7 separate regions of the Mus musculus genome follow, and all the other regions are linked to region 6. Evidence: chromatin contacts called from public HiChIP or PLAC-seq and promoter capture Hi-C data. All regions are on one chromosome and are shown on one strand. Each heading gives the region's core, a stretch centred on a gene start, on an enhancer-like site or on the middle of the called end of the contact. The rest is flanking DNA. Distances are from core to core; before and after follow the strand shown. Region 1 holds the start of Zfyve19 (zinc finger, FYVE domain containing 19). Region 2 holds the start of Exd1 (exonuclease 3'-5' domain containing 1). Region 3 holds the start of Ino80 (INO80 complex subunit). Region 4 holds the start of Rtf1 (RTF1, Paf1/RNA polymerase II complex component). Region 5 holds the start of Spata5l1 (spermatogenesis associated 5-like 1). Region 6 holds the start of Ubr1 (ubiquitin protein ligase E3 component n-recognin 1). Region 7 holds the start of Rmdn3 (regulator of microtubule dynamics 3).

Region 1 (3,177 bases), core at 196-2,695, 1.8 Mb before region 6:
ACATAGAAAGTTCCAAGACAGCCAGGGCTACATCAACTTTTCTTCGAGAGAGAGAGAGAGAGAGAGAGAGAGAGAGAGAGAGAGAGAGAGAGAGAGAGAGAGAGAGAGAGAGAGAGAGCGAGAGAGAGAGCCGGGCATTGGTGGCGCACACCTTTAATCCCAGCACTTGGGAGGCAGAGGCAGGTGGATTTCTGAGTTCCAGGTCAGCCTGGTCTACAGAGTGAGTTCCAGGACAGCCAGGGCTGCAAAGAGAAAGCCTGTGCTTTACGAGTATTTATTTCTACATCCATTTTTGACTTCAGCCAAATCTTCAGGAAGCTTTCTGAGCAGGATGACCACAACTTTACTGAAGAATCCAATCACCCTGATTTTCTGCCCCAGAGCACTCTTTCTGACACTCAAGCATTGGACAAGCAGTCCAGAAGTATAAGAGCATTGATAAGATCTCTTGCTGGGCGGTGGTGGTGCATGCCTTTAATCCCAGTACTGGGGAGGCAGAGGCAGGCGGATTTCTGAGTTCGAGGCCAGCCTGGTCTATAAAGTGAGTTCCAGGACTGCCAGGGCTATACAGAGAAACCCTGTCTCGAAAAAATAAATAAATAAAAAGGATCTCTTCCCCCCCCCCACCTTAAACACGTTAAGACAGCTGACCTTAAACTCCACAAGAAACTGAAGTTGACCTTAAATTCCTGATTCTCCTCCCTCCAGCGCCCAAGTGCATTACAGGCTTGGATCACTATGCCCAGCCCGGTGGGCATTACTTTTTATCCAATGAACTCCCCTGCGTGTACTGTCACTATTGCCACCACAATCTAAGAGTAAATAACAGAAACCTTAAGTACAGCACTTGAGATAAGTGGACCCCCACACCACCTGCTTTAACCTTCTGATCCTCTTGTTTAACCCGCTAAGCAGCACGCACTGACAACATTGGAACATCTGATACTTAAAAAGAGGAAAAGAAAACTGAGGCCTCTAGGTTCTAGGCCTCAACGTCAAATCCAGAAAAAGAAGAGGGGCTGAGGGGAGGAGTTAGAGCCTAGAGACTTTTCTTCCTAGGATCCCCCTGAAGTTAAAACAGACTAAAACCAAACACCTCCAGACAGACAGGTAAAACGTTCAGCGTACAAACTGATGCTGCGCAGGCGCAAAAAAGCAGGCCTGGGCTCTCAGGTTCAACCGGCCTCCAAACAGTGTGGCAGAAGGGACAGCACGGTCACACAGTTCAGAGTTCTCAATGCCTCCCTCCCTAACCCAGTCCTCAAGCCTTTCAGGAAGTGCCCGGAGGCCCCCTTTTTAGTCATTGGCCGTCCCTCGCTCCGGGTCCAGGATAGGGCGGAGCATAGAAAGCCGGAGCCAGGCGCGCGCCCTGACGCGAGGACCGAAGAACTGCTTTGCCTATCAAGTTCTCACCTCTTTGTCTGCCGCCTTCTCCTCAATGCCGAGCAGCGCGTACAGATCCATTTGTAAGAGCTCTTTGGTCACCGCCATGGTTCTAGTCCAAACTTGAATTGATACTACAACTCCCAGGAGTCTGAGCGTGTGCGTGGGCGCGGGGCTTACTCGCTCCGAGCCGGCCCAAAAGCGCGCTAAGCCTCCTGGGATGATGCCTTCCGATTCTCGTCTGACTGGCTGTGGAGGAGCGCGCTGCGGAGAATGAACTACGACTCCCAGCATGCCCCACTCCGCTGCCGCCCCGCCTTGGTGAGTGCAAAGTCAGAATTCTCCGCGCTGGGCCGCCCCTGGACAGCGCCGATGGGCGTGTGGGACTGGGCTGCACAACCTGAGGGTCTGAGAGGCCTACCCTGCGCTGGTGAGAGGCTAACCTACCAATTCTGCAGCGCCGAGAACTGCTATGGAGAGCAGGTGCTACGGCTGTGCTGTCAAGTTCACCCTCTTCAAGAAGGAGGCGAGTGTACTCCCAGAAAGCCGAAGGGCCAAGGGAGGACGCGGGGCGAAGGGAAGGGAGTTGCAGGCTAAAGACCGTTTGACGGCTTCTTTTCAGTTGTGTGGTTTTGATGAAGTAACCCGGTTAACCTCTCTGTAAAGTGGGTCGGATGCCCACCCGTTTCCGGGTTAAGATGATGGTCTGATGAGGTTCAGTGAGGTAAAAGCACTTCCTGCAAATCCCGATGACCTTAGTTCGAACCCCAGGACCCACATGGTGGAAGGAGAGAACTCCTGAAAGTTATTCTCTGATCTCCACACACATGCCATGATATGCATATGTCTGCACGCATACACTCACAAAGAAATAATGTAAATTAAGAAAATGTAAAGTAGCTTCGGTGAGGTGCTGTAGCTGAAAAGACCCTAGAAATTGTAAAGTTTCCAAAAGCTACACTTTTTTTTTAAATCTCCACCTACATTCTATCCACTCCCCTTCTCTCCATCTCTGTCTTTAAAGTCATCCCATGCATGCCGGTTGCTCTCTGTTCTGAAACCTGCCCCGTCCACAGCTTGCCCTTTTCTCCCCAGGGCACAATGAAAAAGCCTTCTTCTCAACCACATTCCCCTTGTGAGCTGCAAGGGAAGTAAATGGGACGAATTCATGGTGTATAGGATTGGAGCACTTACATATCAATTTTGGTGTCAGAGTTCAAATTTCAGCTGCCCTGTCTTATTCAAAGAATGATCTAATTGAACGGTCATGTAATTTCACTGGCCCCTGTTAAAATAGAGATAATACTGGTGGGCATCAGGATCAAATATGATGACGTATGTAAGTGATGATGGTTATAACAAATGATGAATTTTAAGGTGCAGGCTTAGTGCCTGGCACACACTAAGTACTTAATAATTGAAGCTATTGTTACAACCCTATCCTGAGGCGAACCTCCCACCATCTCTACCAGAACAGAGAAAGCACGGGATCTGCACCCAACTCTGATTCTTTTTGTTGACAAGCCAGGGACCTGACACACTGGGCCTTGTTTGTCTTTGCACTACACCCCCATGGTAAGAAATTGAAAATGGTAGAAAGCATGTGAATTTTGCCTGAAGTTTTATCTAATTTGAATAAGACTCCGGAAACAAGGAATTGCTGAACCCATCTCGGCCAGAACCCTAGGGATACCACTCTTCCTCCTTCCTTCAAAATCTGGTCACAACTTCACTTCCTTCTTTCTGTGAGTGCTTAGAGGGTCTCAGAGAAGAGCCATCGGGGCTGGGTGAGAC
Region 2 (3,411 bases), core at 778-3,277, 1.4 Mb before region 6:
GTCTGGAATGCCCTATCTAGATCATGTTGGCCTTGAAATTCAAAAGGTAACTTCTGCCTTTGCGTCCTCAGTGCTGCAATTATAGATTATCAGGTACCAGGTCTAACAGAGGGTTTAATTGAATATAGCCCTAAAGACAGATTAAAAATTAGGAAGGGGGTACTGGAGAGATGGCTCAGCGGTTAAGAGCACTGACTGTTCTTCCGAAGGCCCTGTGTTCAAATTCCAGCAACTACATGGTGGTTCACAACCATCTAGAATGAGATTTGACGCCCTCTTCTGAGTGTCTGAAGACAGCTGCAGTGTACTTACATATAATAAATAAATAAATCTTTAAAATAAATAAATAAAAATTAGGAAGGAAAAAAAGGTCAGGATGAAGAGATGAGCTTCCAGGCCAACTGAGAATGGGATTATGTATACATCTGACCTCAAGATTTCCATACCACAGTTATGATCTCAATGGGTAAGTTAACCAGGGATAATTAGGAAAACAACTGAGTCAGACTAGAAATTTAGTGGGCAGGGAGGCCTTGCAGGACTCAGCCCGAGTAACTTTGAAGCTAGTAGTCTAAGGTGAGTTGAGAAAGGTGCTACGATATCTAGGTAGTAAGCTGGTTCTAAACCAAGGAGTGAAGGGATCAGACTCGTGAAGCTACAGGAAAACTAAGGCTTCACTTGAGAGGGTGTACACTAACATGCAGCTTTCAGCTTTTTCATCAGCACAAACAAAATACCAGAAGAATAAAATGCACCTGGCTTTGATCCCAGCTCTTGGAAGGCAGAGGCAGGTGGATCTCTGTTAACTTAAAGACCAGCCTGATGTACATACTGAGTTCCAGATCAGCCAGGGCTACACAGAGAAACCCTGTCTCGAAAAACCAAAAAGAAAAAAAATTCGGATTTTTAAACCGTAAGCCAGCAGTTGTTAGGTGAAAGCAGGAAAGATGCAAGTTGAGCCCAGCCTAGGCAATATTGGGAAATCCTGTTTAAAGATTTGCCACTCATGGGAGAATTAGGAGTTTATGCTCAGGACAGCCTGAGCCTGTAAAACCCTTTCTAGAAGTGGAGAAATGATTCTCTTTTCCAGAAAAGCCCTGACTAGTCTTGGCCAGGCTTAAAAATCCTAATTTTTAAGACAAGAAAAAATCCAAATAAATAAACCGTGCTCGGTCACAATCTTTCTCACCTTCAGGGTCCTCTGTCCCCACAGCAAAGGAGTTTGAGAAATTCCGACCTTAATTCTAGTCAAATGGTGAGTTCCTTAAACTAACGAGGGACTACTGTTAAAAAAAAAAAAAATTCTGGGAGTTATCCCGGCACAGCTTTGACGCAAAAAAGTTCTCAACGCCAGCCACTGAAGCCGCAGAGCCGACCACGCCCTCGCCCTCCGGGTGAATTACTTGCCTCTTTCCGGAGGAGCCAATCAGCGCGCAGCCTCGAGCCCATTCCCAGCGCCCCCTGCGGCCGGGGTAGAGAGAGCAGAAAAGATGCTGCCAGGAGCCATGCAAACCCCAGGCGGCTCTCAGCGCCCCCTGCGGCCGGGGGGAGGAGCGCAGGAAAGATGCAGTCTCTAGGCGTGCTGGGCCACAGTGGCTGTGGACTCCCTATTCTTAGGACCAGGGGAGTGAGAGTGAGAGGAGAGGAGAGGAGAAAGGAGGGAGAAAAAGAGATAGAGAGATACAGAGAGATGGAGAGCGAGCAAGAAAGAGTGCACTGCACTACTCTGGGGATCCACCTTAGGGTTTTGTCCCTCGTTTCGTGGGTTTGGTTTCTCTCCTGAGTCTCCGTCACCTGTAGGGTGGGACTCCTGGTACCTGAGTCCTGTGAAAAACCTGCTGGCTACCCTAGTGAGTTTGCCTCTGGTTTGTTCGAACACAGTGGCGAGACCGCACTGCCCTTTTAAGTGCAGTCCCTAGCGCCACAGCGGTATCGCCGCTTTAAGTCCGGCGGCTGCCCTGGTTCCGCGGGGCGGGGCCTGCTTCCCTTCGGACTCCCGCAGCCTCCGGGCTGATTCATTCCGGGCTCGAGAGCCAAGCTTTGACGTTAGCGCCTGCGCAGGGCGCGGCCTCGCTCCCGATTGGCTGGTGTCGGGCCGCCCTCCCCCGCGCTCCACCCCTTGTTTCTCTCCCCGGGCCGCAAGAGAAACAGTGCCCTCTCCCTTCTTGACCCCTGGCCCTTCCCTCCCTCCTTCCCTTCTGCCGCTGCTGCTTCTGGCGCTGCCGCTCCCGGAGGAGCTCCCGTCACGGTGATGGGGTCTCGGGCCTCCACGTTATTGCGGGACGAAGAGCTCGAGGAGATCAAGAAGGAGACTGGCTGTGAGTTCGGGTTGGGGGTGGGAAGGCGGCCCGGCGCCTTCGGCTGGCCTCAGTACTGACAGCGGTCGTCGCTGAGGGCTTGATCTGGGGTGCGGTGACTTTGTTGGGATGGTCCCATGCAGCCTCCGGTGCTTTGGGTAACCGAAGGCTAGAATACCTGTACGTTCATCTGTAGCTTCTTGGAGCCGGGATGTGGTTCCTCCGGTGCTGTCTTGCTCAAAAGCCCGGAATCTCGAGCACAGACACCACCACTCCACTCTTGCCCGTGAAGGTCCGCGAATTTTCTTCCTTATGGTTCCTCCTACAGAAGCATCCTGAACAGTAGATAAAGTAGAAGCAAATCCAGGAAATGTGAATGGTTCCTGGAGAAAACGTTATACATCCTAATGAGGTTTCTGAGCAAGAGCTAAAACTACTAAAATCACACACAGGGAAAAACTCAACAAAGAAGATCATAGAGAAAGGCTTGTGACCAGGAACTGAAGACCTCTAAGCAATCAAGAGTCCAAAAACCCGAGTGAGGCTTTTAAATCTGAATCGTTGGAGAAAAGCCACGGGTATAGTGGTCAAGGTTTAAAGACACAGTGAAGACATTTGTCCTATTTTTATATATATTGATATCTGCTGTGTTGCTGTACTTTATGCAATTGATATTGAAATTGGATGTACTCCAAAATCTGTGAATTTGTACCAGAAACATACATACTCTAGTTTCTTCCTTGTTAACCTGAACAAAGGAGCAACAGGGCTTTGGGAATTGAGAAGCACAGAAAACACCTCCATACCTTTGAAAGGCCCTTGGTAGTGTATGATACAATTGTATGGCTACAATGCTTTCTCAGTGATCCTTTGCGGCTCTCTTTGATTTTCGTAAGCCATGTCTTCATGGTACCTGTCTTTGATGATAATGTGAGCAAATAACCCAGTGGCAGATCGTGCCAAGGAGTACAGGGAACTACGGAATTCTCCAGGAATGAGTCCTTGGGTAAATGACAAGTTGTTCTGGCTGTCTGACAAGTTAAACTTTCTAGAGTATTCAGGTTGAAAGAGATGTGGTCTAGCCCCACCCCCTGTCAGGTTGCTTTGCTTTTAA
Region 3 (3,322 bases), core at 186-2,685, 1.5 Mb before region 6:
TCTGAACTGTGCCTGATTCACTTGAGCTGCAATCATATCTGATAAAGATGTTACTCCTTCGGGGGAAAAAAAAAAAAGCCAGAGATGGAAGTGCAGTTATAATCTTAGCACCATGGACGCTAAGGCAGGAGGATATCAAGTTCCCGGCCATCCAGGCCAAAAACAAAAAACAAACAGGAAAAAGAAAAAAAAAAAAAAAAAAAAAGACACGACCGGAAGAAAGGAAGCATCAATAACCCACAGTGAAAATTAGGGATGTAAATCATGGATCACTAACTGGGAAAACTAAGCTGATCATCAGCGATGTTTTAAGGAGTTCAACCTCCAAATTCCTTCCCGAGTCCTAAGAAGTACAAGAATGTAAATCAAAGAGTCCTGAGCACAGTTGGTTCTGAACTAAAATAGTTAAACGCCTTCTTCGGCAATATCCAACTTCTAAACTGTAGGGGGCTTCCATCCTCCGTGATTACGGAAGTAGTACTTTTCATCAGCAAGCTCAAGAAGGAATTGTCAAAGTAAGATGACACTTGCTGAGACGCACTGCAAACGCCTCGAAAACCCAGAAGTGCTGTCACAGACACATTTCTAAGTCTGTGCACGTGTTAGCCTGTCCCCGTCTAACACCAACTAGCAACTTGCATCATTCGCCCGTAACCGTGGCTCGCTCCCCATTAAACTGATACTCTATCCAGTCCATAGATCTCATTCGTTTGAATTGACAGGTAGAACCCTCGTCCGGTTCCTGGTCCAGCCCGACAAGCCTCCGCCCTGCCCCTCCCCACTCCCAAACCCACACACGTGTTAGAGCGACACCGCCCCACCGGGTCCCACGTGCACCTGGCCTAACACTCCCCACGTGTGGGTGCTCCACGGGCTTCCTCGGGTGGCCGAGGTCACCCATAACCCCGGAGAGCCAGAGATACACGACAGGAGAGCCGAGGCCCAGGTCTCTGAGGTCCCAACCCTATGGGGAGTGTCCACACCCATCCTCTCTAACCCCAACAAACCCCAGGGCCGGGGGCGACGGCCCCTTTAAGAAGCGGCCCAGTCGTCGCCCGCAGAGAGGGGCGCACAGGGGCCTACACGACACCCCCTCCGTCCACCCGCCCACGTCTTCTCAACCTCACCTCGGGCCGAGGGGCCCCGCCGCCGCGGCGGCGGCGGAGGGGGGGCGGGGGGCGGGCGGGGTCCGGAGGGGGGGGTCGCCCCGCCGACTGTGGAGCCGCGCTTCGCTCTCGGAGGCCGAGGGACGGTGACTGCGTTGGACGGGAACGCTCCTAGCTCGCTCCCTCGGCGGCTCCTGGGACCCCAAGATGGCGGCGGCGCTGAGGCGGCTGCGGGCGCTGGGCCGGCGGCGGCGGCGGCCACTTTCACTCACTGAGAGGAGCGGAGCAGGGACACGGGGAGCCATGGCGGGGGGGAGGAGAGGCGCCATAGCCAGGCCAGAACAATCGAGCAGGTACTCGGCCGGCTTAGCCCTGCCCCGCCCACGCCCACTGCTAGTCGCTAGCCCGTGTCCGCCGACCGTGCCGCTACGGGCGGCCTCGTGCAGCTTGTACCCCGCTGCCGCCGCCCGACGCCCCGCGCGGACCGGGGTTCTGGGGGAGACCCTCATCTATACTATCTGAGTGCAGATTGGTCGGGGCTGGGACTGGCGAAGATTGCCGAAAGGCGACGGGGAGGAGGAGGAGGATGTCATCGCTAGAGTGAGCAAGCAGATCTCGCGGGAGGAGATGTCGCGAGAGCTCAGCGGCCCTGCAACTGCCACAGAAAGGTTACTTTTCCGGAAGTAACGTCAATGGAAACCGCCCAAAAACCAGGGACTCATTTTGGTCCTGCAGGTGGGAGGGACTGCTTGGCGTTGTCGCTGGAAGTTTTCTCCAGGTAGTGCTGGCCTACCCCGAGGCCAGCTCGGGCGGGGATGGATCCTTGTAAGAGCCAACTTGGAGACGTCTCCTGGTCGTCTTCCTGACGACACTGTCCCCCTTCGGCCCGAGACCGTTGGCACGAAGGCGCTTTCACCTTCCATGCACTTTCCATTTCCCCAGTGGGGTGAGTCGCCCTGCCCACACTCGAGCAACCGCAGAGCTGGGGCGGGCGGGGCGGGGCGGGGCGGTTGTTTCATGGTTATTTTGTCTGGGTTTGGTTAATAGCCCAGGCTAGCTAGCGTCAAGCTCGGGGGATGTCTCCTGCCTCAGCCTCCCGAGGACTGAGGTTACAGTGTGCGCCATCATGCAGTCTTCTGCACTTAATCCACTCGTTTCCAAGACGTATATAGAATTGTTGGACTTCACCCTTTCGTTTTCTGCAAGAATCGCTTGTTTAATATTATCTGTTTTGCCTGTACTGTGCCTTGTGCAACTCCAGTTGGGTCCAAGTTGCATCCTTTGGAACTGAACTGCTTAAAATTAAAGTCTAGAAAATGATTATTTAAAAAATGTCTTGTTTTTTTTTGTTTGTTTGTTTTTCGAGACAGGGTTTTTCTGTGTAGCCCTGGCTGTCCTGGAACCGCACTTTGTAGACCAGGCTGGCCTCGAACTCAGAAATCCGCTTGCTGGGACTAAAGGCGTGCGCTGCCACGCCCGGCTCTTTTTTTTTTTTTTTTTTTTTTTTTAATGTTTCTTGGCCTCGATATGCTTTAAGTTCAGGAGAAAAAGTGTCCGTAAACAAGACCTTAAATGTTCACAAAGTTTAACAGTAACACTTTATAAGAGGGTCTGGCTAGACAGCTCAGCAGACACAGTCACTTGTCACCAATTCTGATAACCAGACCAGAACCCACATGGTACAAGTAGAGAGCTGACTCCTGCTTACTGTCCTCAGACCACCACATACATGCTGTGGCGTGTGCGTGTGATATATATACACACAGGCGATCTTTTTAAATTACAAAAATAATTCTGCAAGAATCAAAGCAAGTAGAAAGAAGCCCATCTTTTTTTAAAGAGAGAAGACAAGTGGAAAGAAGAACTCCAGAAAGCCTTGTGTTATTTTGCCAAAATAGCCTGCTCAGTACTGATGCAGAGATCCTGTTTCGAGAGGCATAAAGCCTGATGTTGCCCTACTTCAAAATTGGAAGGAATCGCAAATGCTCAAAAATGGTTCCCTCACCACGAGCTTGGCTTCAGGGAGGACAATTCGGAAAAATTGTCCGGATACGCTCCCCCACATATCAGCTGCCCAGTTGGGCAAGGTGCCACCAGTACCCACGAAGGAAAAAACCAAAATGGAATTACATGGATGTGTTCTCTCTGTTCCACTTCTGATCAGTTTCATTGTAACAGTACTAGCCCTGTCAAGATAATCGATCCCAGATGAGAAC
Region 4 (3,234 bases), core at 97-2,596, 1.3 Mb before region 6:
CACCTTCTTCTTCCTCCTCTTGCATTTCAAGACAGGATTTCTACGTACAACAGCTCTTGCTGTTCTGAAACTTGATTTGTAGACAGGCTGGCCTGGAATGCAGAGATCTGCCCACCTCTGCCTTTCAAGTCCTGAGATTAAAGGCATGGGCCACCATTGCCTGGTATTTATTTATATATTGATTGATCGACTAAGACAGGGTCTTAGCCTTGGACTCATTATGCAGACTTAGGCAGGCCTTGAACTTGTGTTCCTTATGTTCTTCCTGTCTTAACCTTCCAAGTATCTAAAAATATGGGTTTATAATTACCACACCTGGCAAGGGATGTGATGTGTACTGTAGTTGAGCTGAGAAAAATAACTTAGAGAGTCAAAGTGGGATAGTAAGAAAGCAAGACCTCATCAACTTAGTCGAGAAAGATTTGAATTCTAAAGTTGTCTATCAGAATGAGTGAACCAGTGCGTTCTAAGACTTGAGAACAACTTCAAATTGTAACTGTTAATACTCCCTAATATAAACCCTGCTGCACATAAATAATATATAAAAATGCATTCCCAGCGTTGACCTTTTTGTCAGATGACTTCAAATTCAACGACATAAAACATTTCCTATACAGCCCTCTTCCCTTCCAAACCTCTGTCATATTTTCTTGACAAAGCTCACACTCATCTTCCTAAATCAGAATCTGAAACCTCTGCCTCCTCTGCGCCCCAACTAGCAAATAATTCAGAACCCATCTATTTCTCTATTCTCATTCTCTTCCAGTGTTGAAGTCACTGTCGTTCCTTACCAAAGACCCAGGACACTCAAGCGAGTTTGAAACTACTTAGCATAGCTCATTAAATTACTGCTTTCTTCCCGGGCCACCTCTCTGCTCATCCCACACCCCGACACCTGGTCCTTCCCTACAATGAATCTGAGTTCTCCGATTATCGCTGGAATAGTCTTCCCTAGTTTTTGGGTCGCATTTAGGCTGTCACTAATAACAGCCCAGGCAGGCGGACTCTGGCTCCTCCACCCAAGCTCTCAGCAATTTCCAGGGGCTGTCGACTATGCGGGTGGTCCCTGAGGCCGCATTCCAGGGCTGGAGATGGATGAGTTTCCTCAGAGTGGACCCTGGTCCGGAGGCTCAAATTCGCTTCAAGTAGGGAACTCCTGGGCAGCCTACAACTCCAACACTGCAGAAGCTTCCGGACAGCTAGATCAGGGAGCGTTGGTCCGGAACCCTCGGGCGCGTGGCTCCGCCCCTCGCGCTGCGTCGGAGGTGGGGCGGGGCGGGGCGCCAGGCGCCGGCGAACGGCGTGCGCCAGGCGGGGGGCGGGGCTAGGGGCGGAGCGGAGCGCGCATGCGCGGTCGCCTTTGTGTGGGTCGAGCGGCGGCGGTGGCGGCGGCGGTGGCGGCGGCGGCAGTGGCGGTCCCACTGGCAGGCGGGCAAGAGGGGAGTCAGGGCGGCGTCCGGCGTGGAAGCCGGGGGACCACCATGGTAAAGAAGCGGAAAGGCCGTGTCGTGATCGACTCGGATACGGAAGACAGCGGCAGTGACGAGAACCTGGATCAGGTGAGGGCAGGCCGCGGAGGCGCGGGCCGGCAGAGCGGGAGGGCTCAGTCCTGGCCACGGGAGCTGGGAGTCGCCCGGCCCGAGCGCCCGGCCAGCCTGGTGTCCGTCCCGCTACTGTAGTCCCTTCCTGTCTCCCCGCTGAATCTTAGGCCCTTGGAGCCCGGGCCAGGCCTGGAGACAGAGCCCCGAGGACTTGGCGCCTTGGGCCGGGAGGCGGGGCAGGGAATTGGGCTGATGGGCCTCGGGGTTTGGGGTACTGAAGGGGGCCGCTGTCTGCTTGGGCCGGATCGGGACGTCATGACTGCAGGCAGGGAGATTCGGGCTGGGCGAGATAGGAAGTATCGCCCGCCAACCCCAATGGCTGAGAGATTTTGGAGGAGGTGCAAGGGTGAGCATGGGGCGGTGGGAGGGAAAATTTGTCTAGAAGGTGTGGACTCTGGAAGGTGAAGTTTTTCAGACCAGGCATGTGGACATAGGAGAGACACCCATACATGTCCCGAAGAGCTTTCGTGGTGCTTGGGGTGGGGGGGAGACTATGATCATTTACGGTCGAAATGGGTTCTCGTTGGGATGTCTGACAAAAAACTCTTTGGAGGAGGAGAGAGGGCAGATAACTGGAAGTTTGAATTGTAGGGCAGCAGAGAGAGACTGTGTTCCAAGCGCTCAGCCTCTTTTATGCAGCAGCATAGAATTCTTTTTCACTTGAAGATCTGAGAAGTACTGAAAGTAACTTGTGGCTTTAGCGTCTTGGAGTACCCGGCATTGCTTCTGTACTTTAAAAAAACACTGCAGGGAGGAAGCTGTTTGTGTAGTAGTACTCTGATGGTATCAGGAGATGATTTCCTCCATGTTTCATGAGTAAATGACATAAAGGAAGGGTAGGAAGCTTTATAAATGGAGTAGATTGAGTACTAAACTCAGAATCTGTAATTCTGATTCCTAATTTCTTTCTAGCCATTTACCTTTGGTTTCCACTGTAAAATGGACATATAATATCAGCCTCATGTATTGAATTGGACAGTTGCATAAAACAAATGTTTATAATAAAAAATGTTGGTATAAACTACAAAGTATTTGTATAAAAGGCTTCTTGGGAGTCCTTAGTAATAGACTAGAGGTCTCAGGTTTAATTAGGACTTGAAAAGGGAGGGCTTGCCTGGTCTACAAAATGAGTCCAGGACAGAGAAACCCTGTCTCAAACAAACACCTCAAAAACAAAAGAAAGAAAAGGGAGGGCTCTTATGAGGGAAGAACTTGTAAGGTTTAAAGAACAAGATGCGCACACACACATTACCTTTTGACACAGGATCTCAAACTATAGCCTGGTCTATCATTGAATTAAACCAGTTCTCCTACCTTGTCCTCTTAAGTACAGGGGGTTACAGACATGGGTCACCACACCTGCCTTAAGAAAGGAATAAAAAAGAGAGAGAAAGAAAGAGAGAAAGTAATGGATACCTTTAAAAAGGTGGCAGGGAAGTAGGAAAGTAATGGGGCTAGTAGAAGGACTAAGGACAGGGACCCCTGTATAGGGATAGGAATTAAGTGAATAAATTGAAGGCATGTTCATTGAAAGACTCCTAAAAATCTACTAAAATATGTCTTGCTATCTATAAAAGTTTTGTTGATAAGTTTTTAGACTGGTAGAAACATTAGAGTCTCTATCGTACCCCCT
Region 5 (3,203 bases), core at 16-2,515, 1.7 Mb after region 6:
TTCTTTCTTTCTTTCTTTCTTTCTTTCTTTCTTTCTTTCTTTCTTTCTTTCTTTCTTTCTTTCTTTCTTTCTTTCTTTCTTTCTCTCTCTCTCTCTCTCTCTCTCTCTCTCTCTCTCTCTCTCTTTCTTTCTTTCTTTCTTTCTTTCTTTCGATACCTTTCTCCATTCTGTAGTTTAGGCTTGCCTAGACCTCACTAAGTAGCCCAGGTAGAACTATAAATTGTTCTAATCCTTATTTAGTCTCCCAAATGTTGTGATATAGGTATGAACCATCACAGCAAGCTTAGAATGGTTTCCTGCAAGATTGTAAGTATGATGAATTCAGATGTATGGATGACTGAAACAATACAATGAAAATGGTCTGACTCAGAGGAGCAGGATGGGTTAAGGCTGCCTGGGAAAGATAATCTATAGTTTTACTGAGAATGTGTGAATGAGTTGAGGGCCCAGAAACACAATCCCTTCCTGATATTTGTGACACAAGGAGGGGAGTGGCTGTTTTAGTGGGGATGCTGTATATTTCTTGGCCAAGGTCAGAGAACTTTATAGTTTGGCCCTGAACGGGATCAGCCTCTTTATGCAACACGAAAAAACATGTACTGTCCTCCACACCATATCCCCACTAACTTAGCCTCTACCCCTGTTTTAAATCAGTGCTGAAATCTGAAAGGTTAAGTTCACTCTAATTGCCTCAGTGGGCATCAGTTATGACTCTCAGCTGTACCTTTCATGCGACCATGGTCAAAATATGCAGAGAAAAACCTCTTAAGATCACCCTATTAAACTTCCGTTTCCTGGTCAGTTCTTTACCACAGCTATCCACACGCACGCTAGCTTTCACACACATCCCTTTACATATTGAAGATGGTTATTATGTCTTATTATTAATGTCTTCTTTCCCATTTCTAGACGCTCCAAGTCTTTGGAACGAGGATAAAAGATCTTTCATAAGATGCGAGTATCATGATTAATTTGGCGGGTATTTTATTTACACCTTGTTTATATCTGTAAGCACGTTACACCTTGTCAGCAGTTTGGGTTTTCTTTTTTTCCTTAAGAAATCTTTTTACTTCACAAAATGAAAACTCTTATGGCCTAATGGAGCAGCCGTATGTCTGTCAGATGCCAGCGGAGACCTTTTCATTGAGGCTCTTGGACCGACTACCGGGCGTCTGATGTTTATGGAGAGCCAGGCTTTTCTCACTTTCCCAGAAGTCCTTTCGACCGTCAATCAGAGGCTTGTTCCTTCTTGGCGCATGCGCGCCGCCTGCATCCGGCAGCCGGGTGGATTGCTGCCGGGCTTTCCCCGGCGTGGTTCCCCGAGTCATGGCTCCGGACTCGGGGCCCTTCCCCGACGGACAACTTTTGAAGCTGCTGCCGGTGGATCCCCGGGACCGGGACACCCAGCGCTGCCGCCTGGGGCCGGCCGCCTTCCGCAGCTTGGGTGCGCGCCTGGGCTCGCCGCTGAGGATCTCGTTGCCCGCCGGCGGCTGCTGCCTCTGCACGGCCTGGCCGCGGCGCGACAGGGTGGATGGCTTTGTGCAGCTGGACCCGCAGTGCGCTAGCCCCGGGGCCCGGGTGGCCACGGGGAGGATAGGTATGGACTGCTTGCAACCCGTGCCCTGTCCGCCCCTGCGGCGCCTAGAGGTGTGGCCGGTGCTGCGGCCCCAGGCGGGAGCCCCGAGTTCCGCCGCGGTGCTGGAGGTAGTGCACGAGCTGCTGCGCAACCGGCCTGTGTCTCGGGGACACGTGGTGACCACCCCGCCGGGTGTCCCCGGCCCTGTCGCAGCTCTGCACGTGATGGGCGGGACACCGGACCCAGAGCCCGGCGGGTGGGTCACACCGCATACCCGCATCACGCTCAGTGACAAGCCTCCGCCACAGGTCGAGCCTCCCGGGGAGGTGACCCTTGGGGGTCTGTCGGAGACCGCCGACTCCCTACGGGAGCTGCTCCGCCTGCCGCTGCGCTACCCGCTCGCCCTAGCCGCGCTGGGGCTGGCTGTGCCCCGCGGGGTGCTCCTGGCGGGCCCCCCGGGAGTGGGCAAGACCCAGTTAGTGCGGGCCGTGGCGCGCGAGACTGGCGCCGAGCTGCTGGCGGTGAGCGCCCCGGCGTTGCAGGGCTCCCGGCCCGGGGAGACCGAGGAGAACGTGCGGCGCATCTTCCAACGAGCCCAGGAGCTGGCCAGCCGCGGACCCAGCCTCCTCTTCCTGGACGAAGTGGATGCCCTGTGTCCCCGGAGAGGCGGCCCGCACCGAGCTCCCGAGAGCCGAGTGGTGGCCCAGGTGTTGACGCTGCTGGACGGCATCCACAGGGACAGGGAGTTTGTGGTTGTGGGAGCCACCAACCGGCCAGACGAGTTAGACCCAGCGCTTCGCAGGCCGGGCAGGTTTGACAGAGAGGTAAAGTTCCTGAAAGCTCGCCTTTTTGGAATGTTGGGTCAGGCAGGAGTTGTAGATCACTTGTCACATGCAAGCTAGAACCTGGGTTCAAATCGTTCTGGGAAGCAGGATGGTCATTTGCTTTGTTGAAGTAACTAATCCTGATGCATGCATATTAAACTGAAATAGCCTTTGGAATGAGAACTTAGTCACAGTAAGAGAAGGCAGGGAAGGTGAATAAAAACAGGCATAAGCCCTTAAATGTATTCAAATGTCAGGATACCAGCTTCCTGTTCTACGTTGTCAGGGCTGGCTTTTTTAGCGTCTTTGGTACTCAAGTGATTTTTTTTTAATTTCTAAGCAATTATTAGTAATTAAATAATAATTAAAATTTGTGGTAGGATTCTCTTAAGACTTTGGAGGACCTGAATGGATTTCTTCCTTGAACCATCTATTAAAGGGCCCTGCTTCCAAAGAACAAGGACCTAGATTATCTAGTCTGCTATTTGATCCCAGATTGTCAGAACTTGGTGTGTTCTTAAAAAACAACGAAGACTTCTTCAGTGAAATACAGAGTTTTCATTGTGGAGATTCTAGCCACTGTTGTTCCACTGGACAGTTATCATTTTCTTGTATTCATAATCCAAGGTGTGCTTAGAAGTTCATGATACAAGTTCCACAAGGGTTTGCTGAATGACTGTACATACTGGTGAGGGTGCTTTTAAAGGAAGATTTTAAGTTGTCTACTTCTAATTTCTCTATTTTTTGCTTTGCCTGTAGGTTGTCATTGGAACTCCCACCCTTAAACAAAGAGAAGCAATTCT
Region 6 (3,206 bases), core at 338-2,837:
AACAAAAAAAGCACATGATTCTATCTATGAATCTTTTTTTCTATTTTTGTTTTTAGATGGAGTTTCACAGTCTAGTCCGGGGTTTGCCTGGAACTCCTGAAAGTAAATGATCTCTCTATCTTAACCTATAGCTCAGAAGAAGAGCCCTTGCCTAGCATGCATAAGGCCTGGAGTTTTCTCCCTAGCACTAAAAAAACCAAAACCAAAACCAACCAAACAAACAAACAAACAAACAAACCAGTTTATCTACTTGGAAACATTTTCTAGCTGTTTTCATCTAAGCTACATTACCAGTGGTGAAGTGAGTTTCAACTGCTTTTTGGGATGGAGGAGGAAGACTGCCAAGTGCTGATCTAGTGCATATAGTCTTATTCCAACTCTGTCCCTGATGGTTTTTTATCTTACAGACATTCTCTCTAGTCTCCGTGGTTGACTTATTTCTGAGTCATTCTCTTGTCTCATAAAATAATGTTCTAGAGTCTGCTGGGGTAAAGTAAGCCAAGAATGAGTTTATTAAAACTACAAACAACTTCACTAACAGGTATGTGTATATACAATGGGTTTGCGTGGGTGCGGGTATGTTTCCCACACTTTTCCATATGCAGCTATAGACAAACTGATAAAACATGTTGTGATCAATAGTGAGTACTTCCTAAGGACCTCCCTCCCTTCTAGTTATCTGAAGGGACCACATCAGAACATTTGTGAACATTACCCCACCTTTCAGCCTACTCTGTTCGTATTCTCCACGCAGCCAGACTGTTGACTCAATTTTATTCTACCTCTCCTTTCTCAGCCCTTCAAAAATCTAATAGCCAAGTATAGATTCCAGTATTCTCTCGTTTGAAATGTCCCTTCTCATATATAAAAGGCATGACAAATGACAAATTTCCCTCACTGGGGGCCAGATCGAAGGTTCTCAAGACGCTGCAATAATGGATATCTGGCCATGCCTTGCCAGCCGCAACACTCACTGCCACTATCAAGTCCACCCGACAATGCTATATCACACCAGGTGCTGGTCCGGGTCCCGATGCCTATCAACAAGAGGGGTCAGCAATGCGTCTACCGAAAAATGGCCTTCTCCAACCTCATCTCAGCTCCTACATCAAACCCACCTAAATGTGCACGAGTTCTTTCTACTTCAAAATAGAGACATGCGTGTCTGAGCACGTTGAGACTTAATAGATGACAGTCATTAAACTCCGTAGACCTGGCTGGCAGGAATGTGTGTAGGAGACGACTAACTTTATCGGGGGAGGGAGGGTCGATCCTTCAATCCTAGGACTCCCCTTCCCCAGTGCCGCCATAGAAAGCGGAGCCCCAAACCCTCCCAGGCGCGGTGGGAAGCTGTTGGTGGAGAGGACAAAAGGCGCTAGCAGATGAAGACTCACCGATGCCGGCCGCTGCGGGGCCAGGGGAGGCTCCGGGCTGACGTCCATCCTCTCGGCGCCGTCCATCTCTTCGTCCGCCATCTTAAGGGAAACGAACGCCCGCAGTTCCCGACCCCCGGCCGCCAGCTAGCGGAAACCTGTGGCCGGCCCGACGCGACAGGGACGACACTTTTACGACGGCCCCTGAAGTCAGGTTTGTCGCAGCACCCGGAGCGGCTTCCGGTCGGCTTCCCGGAAGCAGGCTGCCGACCTGCCAAGCCGGAGGTTTCCGCCCCTGATGGTTAGTTAGCCCTGCTCCACCAGGGCTGATCCCCGAGGGAAGACCTCACAGCTTTGTCGCCATCCCTTAACCCCGGGGCAGGGGTGGTGAGATGACAAAACCGAGAAACCTAGTCCATCCGTCGGTAAGGGAAGACAAACTGAATACATCCCCGTTATGGAATACCCCATGAAAAGAACAAGGTAGATGTACGGAAACATCGAGGGGAAACTGTTGCCACAGACTACAAATTCCTGCATTTGTGCATCTATGCATAGTGCGAAGGAATAGCTCTGAACCAAGAGAAAACACCCAAGGCCAAGACCAGGGTTGGAGGACAAAGGTGATAAAGAGCTAATTTAGTGTCCTCTGTTTTTGTTTTTGTTTTTTGTTTAGTTTGGTTTAGTTTTTACGAAACGAATAATAGCCTCCAATACCACGCATTCCTCCTACCTCTGCATTCCAAGTGACAGATGTCAGCCACCTGGTCCCTTTTTAAATTTATATATATACTTTAGCGACTTGTGTCTGTGTCTCTCTCTCTCTCTCTCTGTGTGTGTGTGTGTGTGTGTGTGTGTGTGTGTGTGTGTGTGTGGATCATGTTTAGAGATCAAAGGACAATTTGAGGGGATTGGTTTTCTACCATCTCACCTGCCATGGAAGTGGGTTTTGTTTTGTTTTTGTTTTTGTTTTGTTTTGTTTTTTTGTTTTTGTTTTTGAGACAGGGTTTCTCTGTATAGTCCTGGCTGTCCTGGAACTCACTTTGTAGACCAGGCTGGCCTCGAACTCAGAAATCCGCCTGCCTCTGCCTCCCAAGTGCTGGGGTTAAAAAGGTGTGCGCCACCACCACCTGGCTTTTTTTTTTTTTTAGATCTGTAAGGTCAAATTTTCTTCACATACACCAACCAAAGCAACACATGACTGACTATAGATAGAGGCAGAACTAAAACACACCTACCCTTCTATTAAATTGGAACTTAAGAAATTTGGAAATTCTCACATTTTGGATAACATTTGTTTACCGAGTTAATTTTCATTTTAAATGCTGTTTATGCCTGGTGTAATGGCACCCACCTTTAAGCACTCCAGAACCAGAGGCAGGTGGATCTCTGAATTCAAGGCTAGCCTAGTCTACTCCAGAGCTATGTGGTGAGACCCCATCTCAAAAAGAGAAAAAGAAAGGAAAAATGTTTAAGATGTTATATTGTTTACATGCCTGTAAGCCGGCATGGGTGACTTACAGCTGTAACGTCAGCTAGCATTTGAGAATATGAGGGTTCTTCCAAGTTGGAGGCAGCAGAACTATATAGTTCCAGATCAGTCTAGCTGCCGGTGAGGTCCTGTCCCAAAACAACAAAAAGCAGAACATGTTGGGTTACATGAAGCCCTGCATAGAAACTTTTAAGCTAGTTAAAAGTTTTCTCCATCTTAAATTGTTATTAGTAAATATTGATAGGAACCATTTGTACAAAAGATTCTTGGGGAGGGGCAATAATTTTAAGGAGTTTAAAGTGATCCTGAGAAAATAAAGTTTGAGAAACGCTGTTGTTGTT
Region 7 (3,210 bases), core at 228-2,727, 1.8 Mb before region 6:
TACCACTATGTTATCAGACGCTGACAGCTGCAACCTAGGGTGATAAGTGCGCAGACACTCTTGCAGAACTCACATTCCCAGTTAGCACTGAATCAGAAGATATATGAGTGCAGTGGTCACAGAAAACATTTCCAATCAGCACGGAACGAGGGGGGCTACACGAGCCTCTGTCACCCAAATAAGGGGAGCGATTCAAAGCCCCAGCTGCTCTGCTTAAATGACTTAACCTGAAGACTTTTTACAAAACGAAATCCATTTCATCTGTCACTGCTGGCTTTCAACCATTTGGCTTGAGTTGCATGAATGTGCTCTCAGCCTGTGCTGTGGAAAGTCCACTGGACCAGACGACTGGGTCCAGCTTTACCTCTTACTCTGTAACAACCTCGAGAAAGTTACACAATCCCTATGAATCTTTCTTCATAAAAGGGATTTTTCAAACTTGGATTACTCTCCAAACACGACTTCATATCTGGATACATATATTCACGCCACCAGAACTTTTAATTCCAATGAGATTATTTCTTTTTCCTTCTTTCAGACTCTTCCTCTGTCAAACACACCCCTCACCCAGCACTTCTCAAATGCCCTCCGTACACATTCATGGGCGCGACCAGAACTAAAAGTGAAAGCTACAGTCCTGCACCAAGCTTTCCTGGAATCGGAGGAAAGGGCACAGCTTTCCTTTTTGGTGAGTTTTTCCTAAAACTGTGAAACTCAGCCTTTCCACTGCCCCGCCATCCTGCTCTGCGAAAGACAGCCCGAGCCCCAGTGCCATCAGTAAGTTATGACCTGTGCTCTTACCCTGGCGTCCACGCTCTGAAGCCTGCGCATAGTCCAGGGAGTTGGGCAGACTGTGACTCCGGCCATGGCGCTGGGTCCGTTTCCATCGCTGGCTGTAAAGGACGCACAGGAATCCAAGGCCGGCGGCAGTACCAAGTAACAGTCCCAACCCGGCGCGGGAGCCGCCCAGGGCCCCCAGTCTAGACATAGTGTACCTGCAGCCCGCGTAAGAAACAGGAGCGAACCGAGAGAGAGTCATGAGGCCGGCCCTCCACCCCCGAGGCAGAACCCGTTAGCCACGGCCTCACCCAGGTCCGGCCGGACGGTGCCGCAGCCCCCGGCTCACCCAGGTCCAGCCCGCGGGTGCCGCAGCCCCCGGCGCAGACGGACGCCCTGCCAAGAGGCAGCAGCGCCGGTCCAACGCGCCCCTGCCCAGTGCAGTCCGGCTTCCGCGCCCCTGGCCTCCCAACACCCTGTACGTGACAACCTCGCAGCCGGCTGCACACTCTCGGCCTTCCGGCGCCCCCCGAAGCCACGCTGGGCCCGCAGGAGACCAACTCAGACCCTTACCCAGCCACCAGCCACCATGGCAGCAGCAGGCACCGCGCTTTCACTCTGTCAATGATTTTGACGTCCTTAATCCGCGCCACCTGCTCCGCGCACGGTGAGACGCGCGTGGAGATGACGCACGAGGCTCTGCCTCCCACCCGGGTTCTGTGGGCGGGGCTACATCGGCGAATGGACGCTGTGCGGTTACCGGGGCCGCGAAGGTGGGTTGGGCTGTCTAGTGTCCGAGCCTCTGGGTGGACTTTACCCGGTGCTACGGCCAGAATGTGCTCCGCAAATCTCACGCTGCTTATACCTGGAAGATGCCACCACCCCCACCTCTTCTTAACACTGGCTTTATTTTCAGCTGAGTCGTTTACCGATTTTTCCAGTCAAACCCCAAACAACAGCGCCACTGCTAGATGAAATTGGAGTAAGTTGTTGGTTATCGATAAGATGTCCCTACATCGCTGGGACTCCTACAAGTTTTCAAAAATCCTCTTCAAGCCAGGGCCCCTGGACCAGGAGGATCATTGCGAGTTCGAATCTAATCAGGACTGTATAGTCTACAGAGCAAGCTTCAGGACAGCCAGGGCTCCACAGAGAAACTGGGTCTGATACATACCATTTCTGCTATCTTTGCTTTGTATGTTGCTGCTTTATTAAGTCAGGGGATCACTATATAGCCCAGACTGGCAAGTGCTGTGCCACTGAACCACATCATCAAACTTTTTTTTTTTTATTTTGAGGAGGGGGGACTTTTAAATTTTGAGACCAGACCTCAAGTTGCTGAAGTTAGCTTTGAATTCGCTCTGTAGCACAGAGAGACCTCGATCTTGTGAGCCTTCTGAACCCCAACTCTGCCAAAAGCTGGGATATGGTCTTTGTCATAAAGCCAAGCTTTGGCGTCTCTGGCCTTCTGCTTTGGCCTTCCAAATTCAAGACTACAGATTTGTCTGCCTCCAAATGTATTCATATATAAATGAATATAATATAAAGTATCTCACCATTTTAAGATAGACACAGGTTTTAGAGGACTTAGATAATCCCACTGTCTCTTTTTTTTTCAAAGATTTATTTATTTATTTTATGTATATGAGTACACTCTAGATGTCTTCAGACAGCACCAGAAGAGGGGATCAAAATCCATCACAGATGGTTGTGGTGAGCCACCATGTGGTTGCTGGGTATTGAACTCAGGACATCTGGAAAAGCAGTCAGTGCTCTTAACCACTGAGCCATCTCTCCAGCCCTCCACTGTCTTTTTTGTTTCTTGGTTTGAGTTTTTGTTTTGGGTTGGTTGGTTTGTTTGTTGAGATGGGGTTTTTCTGTATGGTGCTGGCTGCTTTAGAACTAACTCTCTCTCTCTCTCTCTCTCTCTCTCTCTCTCTCTCTCTCTCTCTAAGATTTATTTATTTATTATATGTAAGTACACTGTAGCTGTCCTCAGCTACTCCAGAAGAGGGCATCAGATTTCATTATGGATGGTTGTGAGCCACCATGTGGTTGCTGGGATTTGAACTTGGGACCTTCGGAAGAGCAGGTGACGCTCTTAACCACTGAGCCATCTTGCCAGCCCCTAGAACTCTCTTTGTAGACCAGGAGGGTCTTGAACTCACAGCAATCCACCTGCCGCTGTCTTAAACATTTATTATTAAATGTTATTAAACATTTGTTTAATCCCAGCATTTGGGAGGCAGAGGCAGGCAGATTTCTGAGTTCAAGGCCAGCCTGGTCTACAGAGGGAATTCCAGGACAGCCAGGGCTATACAGAGAAACCCTGTCTCGATAAATAAATAAATAAATAAATAAATAACATTTATTAAATTATTAAATGTTATTAAACTGTTATTAAACATTTTGGAGCCAGGCTGGTAGTAGTGG

What was found. Promoter capture Hi-C pulls out the DNA fragments that hold promoters and counts their contacts. HiChIP or PLAC-seq counts read pairs in DNA pulled down with a chosen protein or histone mark. Capture Hi-C pulls out chosen DNA fragments and counts their contacts.
Region 1: a promoter capture Hi-C map of liver shows a contact between it and region 6, with 4 times the contacts expected there. The contact joins the promoter of Zfyve19 here to the promoter of Ubr1 in region 6. A contact is called at or near these places in 1 of 39 promoter capture datasets (liver), 1 of 115 datasets of contacts at active chromatin or transcription factors (microglia) and 2 of 9 other capture datasets (adipose tissue and liver).
Region 2: a contact with region 6 is called in a promoter capture Hi-C map of pre-B cells, with 2.2 times the contacts expected there. The contact joins the promoter of Exd1 here to the promoter of Ubr1 in region 6. A contact is called at or near these places in 1 of 39 promoter capture datasets (pre-B cells), 1 of 115 datasets of contacts at active chromatin or transcription factors (astrocytes) and 1 of 9 other capture datasets (adipose tissue).
Region 3: a contact with region 6 is called in a promoter capture Hi-C map of liver, with 3 times the contacts expected there. The contact joins the promoter of Ino80 here to the promoter of Ubr1 in region 6. A contact is called at or near these places in 1 of 39 promoter capture datasets (liver), 2 of 115 datasets of contacts at active chromatin or transcription factors (astrocytes and pancreatic cancer cells) and 2 of 9 other capture datasets (adipose tissue and liver).
Region 4: a contact with region 6 is called in a promoter capture Hi-C map of pre-B cells, with 2.1 times the contacts expected there. The contact joins the promoter of Rtf1 here to the promoter of Ubr1 in region 6. A contact is called at or near these places in 2 of 39 promoter capture datasets (liver and pre-B cells), 1 of 484 Hi-C or Micro-C datasets (B cells), 1 of 115 datasets of contacts at active chromatin or transcription factors (astrocytes) and 1 of 9 other capture datasets (liver).
Region 5: a FOXA1 HiChIP or PLAC-seq map of pancreatic cancer cells shows a contact between it and region 6. The contact joins the promoter of Spata5l1 here to the promoter of Ubr1 in region 6. A contact is called at or near these places in 1 of 39 promoter capture datasets (pre-B cells) and 1 of 115 datasets of contacts at active chromatin or transcription factors (pancreatic cancer cells).
Region 7: a contact with region 6 is called in a promoter capture Hi-C map of liver, with 2.4 times the contacts expected there. The contact joins the promoter of Rmdn3 here to the promoter of Ubr1 in region 6. A contact is called at or near these places in 1 of 39 promoter capture datasets (liver) and 1 of 9 other capture datasets (liver).

What each region holds. Positions count from the first base shown.
Region 1 is chr2:119,207,275-119,210,451 of GRCm38.p6, forward strand. It overlaps Zfyve19 (zinc finger, FYVE domain containing 19), which reads left to right and starts at 1,446. Exons shown (of 11, transcript NM_028054.3): 1 at 1,446-1,909. The coding sequence starts at 1,856. Dnajc17 (DnaJ heat shock protein family (Hsp40) member C17) reads right to left here and starts at 1,521. Exons shown (of 11, transcript NM_139139.2): 1 at 1,414-1,521. The coding sequence starts at 1,491.
Region 2 is chr2:119,545,600-119,549,010 of GRCm38.p6, forward strand. Exd1 (exonuclease 3'-5' domain containing 1) reads right to left here and starts at 2,028. Exons shown (of 13, transcript NM_172857.2): 1 at 1,408-2,028; 2 at 1,190-1,283. Chp1 (calcineurin-like EF hand protein 1) reads left to right here and starts at 2,108. Exons shown (of 7, transcript NM_019769.3): 1 at 2,108-2,318. The coding sequence starts at 2,252.
Region 3 is chr2:119,476,252-119,479,573 of GRCm38.p6, forward strand. Ino80 (INO80 complex subunit) reads right to left here and starts at 1,436. Exons shown (of 36, transcript NM_026574.4): 1 at 1,128-1,436.
Region 4 is chr2:119,673,722-119,676,955 of GRCm38.p6, forward strand. Rtf1 (RTF1, Paf1/RNA polymerase II complex component) reads left to right here and starts at 1,347. Exons shown (of 18, transcript NM_030112.2): 1 at 1,347-1,559. The coding sequence starts at 1,347.
Region 5 is chr2:122,629,360-122,632,562 of GRCm38.p6, forward strand. It overlaps Spata5l1 (spermatogenesis associated 5-like 1), which reads left to right and starts at 1,266. Exons shown (of 3, transcript NM_001033256.4): 1 at 1,266-2,400; 2 at 3,160-3,203. The coding sequence starts at 1,327.
Region 6 is chr2:120,969,128-120,972,333 of GRCm38.p6, forward strand. It overlaps Ubr1 (ubiquitin protein ligase E3 component n-recognin 1), which reads right to left and starts at 1,588. Exons shown (of 47, transcript NM_009461.2): 1 at 1,395-1,588. The coding sequence starts at 1,475.
Region 7 is chr2:119,155,557-119,158,766 of GRCm38.p6, forward strand. It overlaps Rmdn3 (regulator of microtubule dynamics 3), which reads right to left and starts at 1,478. Exons shown (of 13, transcript NM_001033136.3): 1 at 1,351-1,478; 2 at 802-995. The coding sequence starts at 988.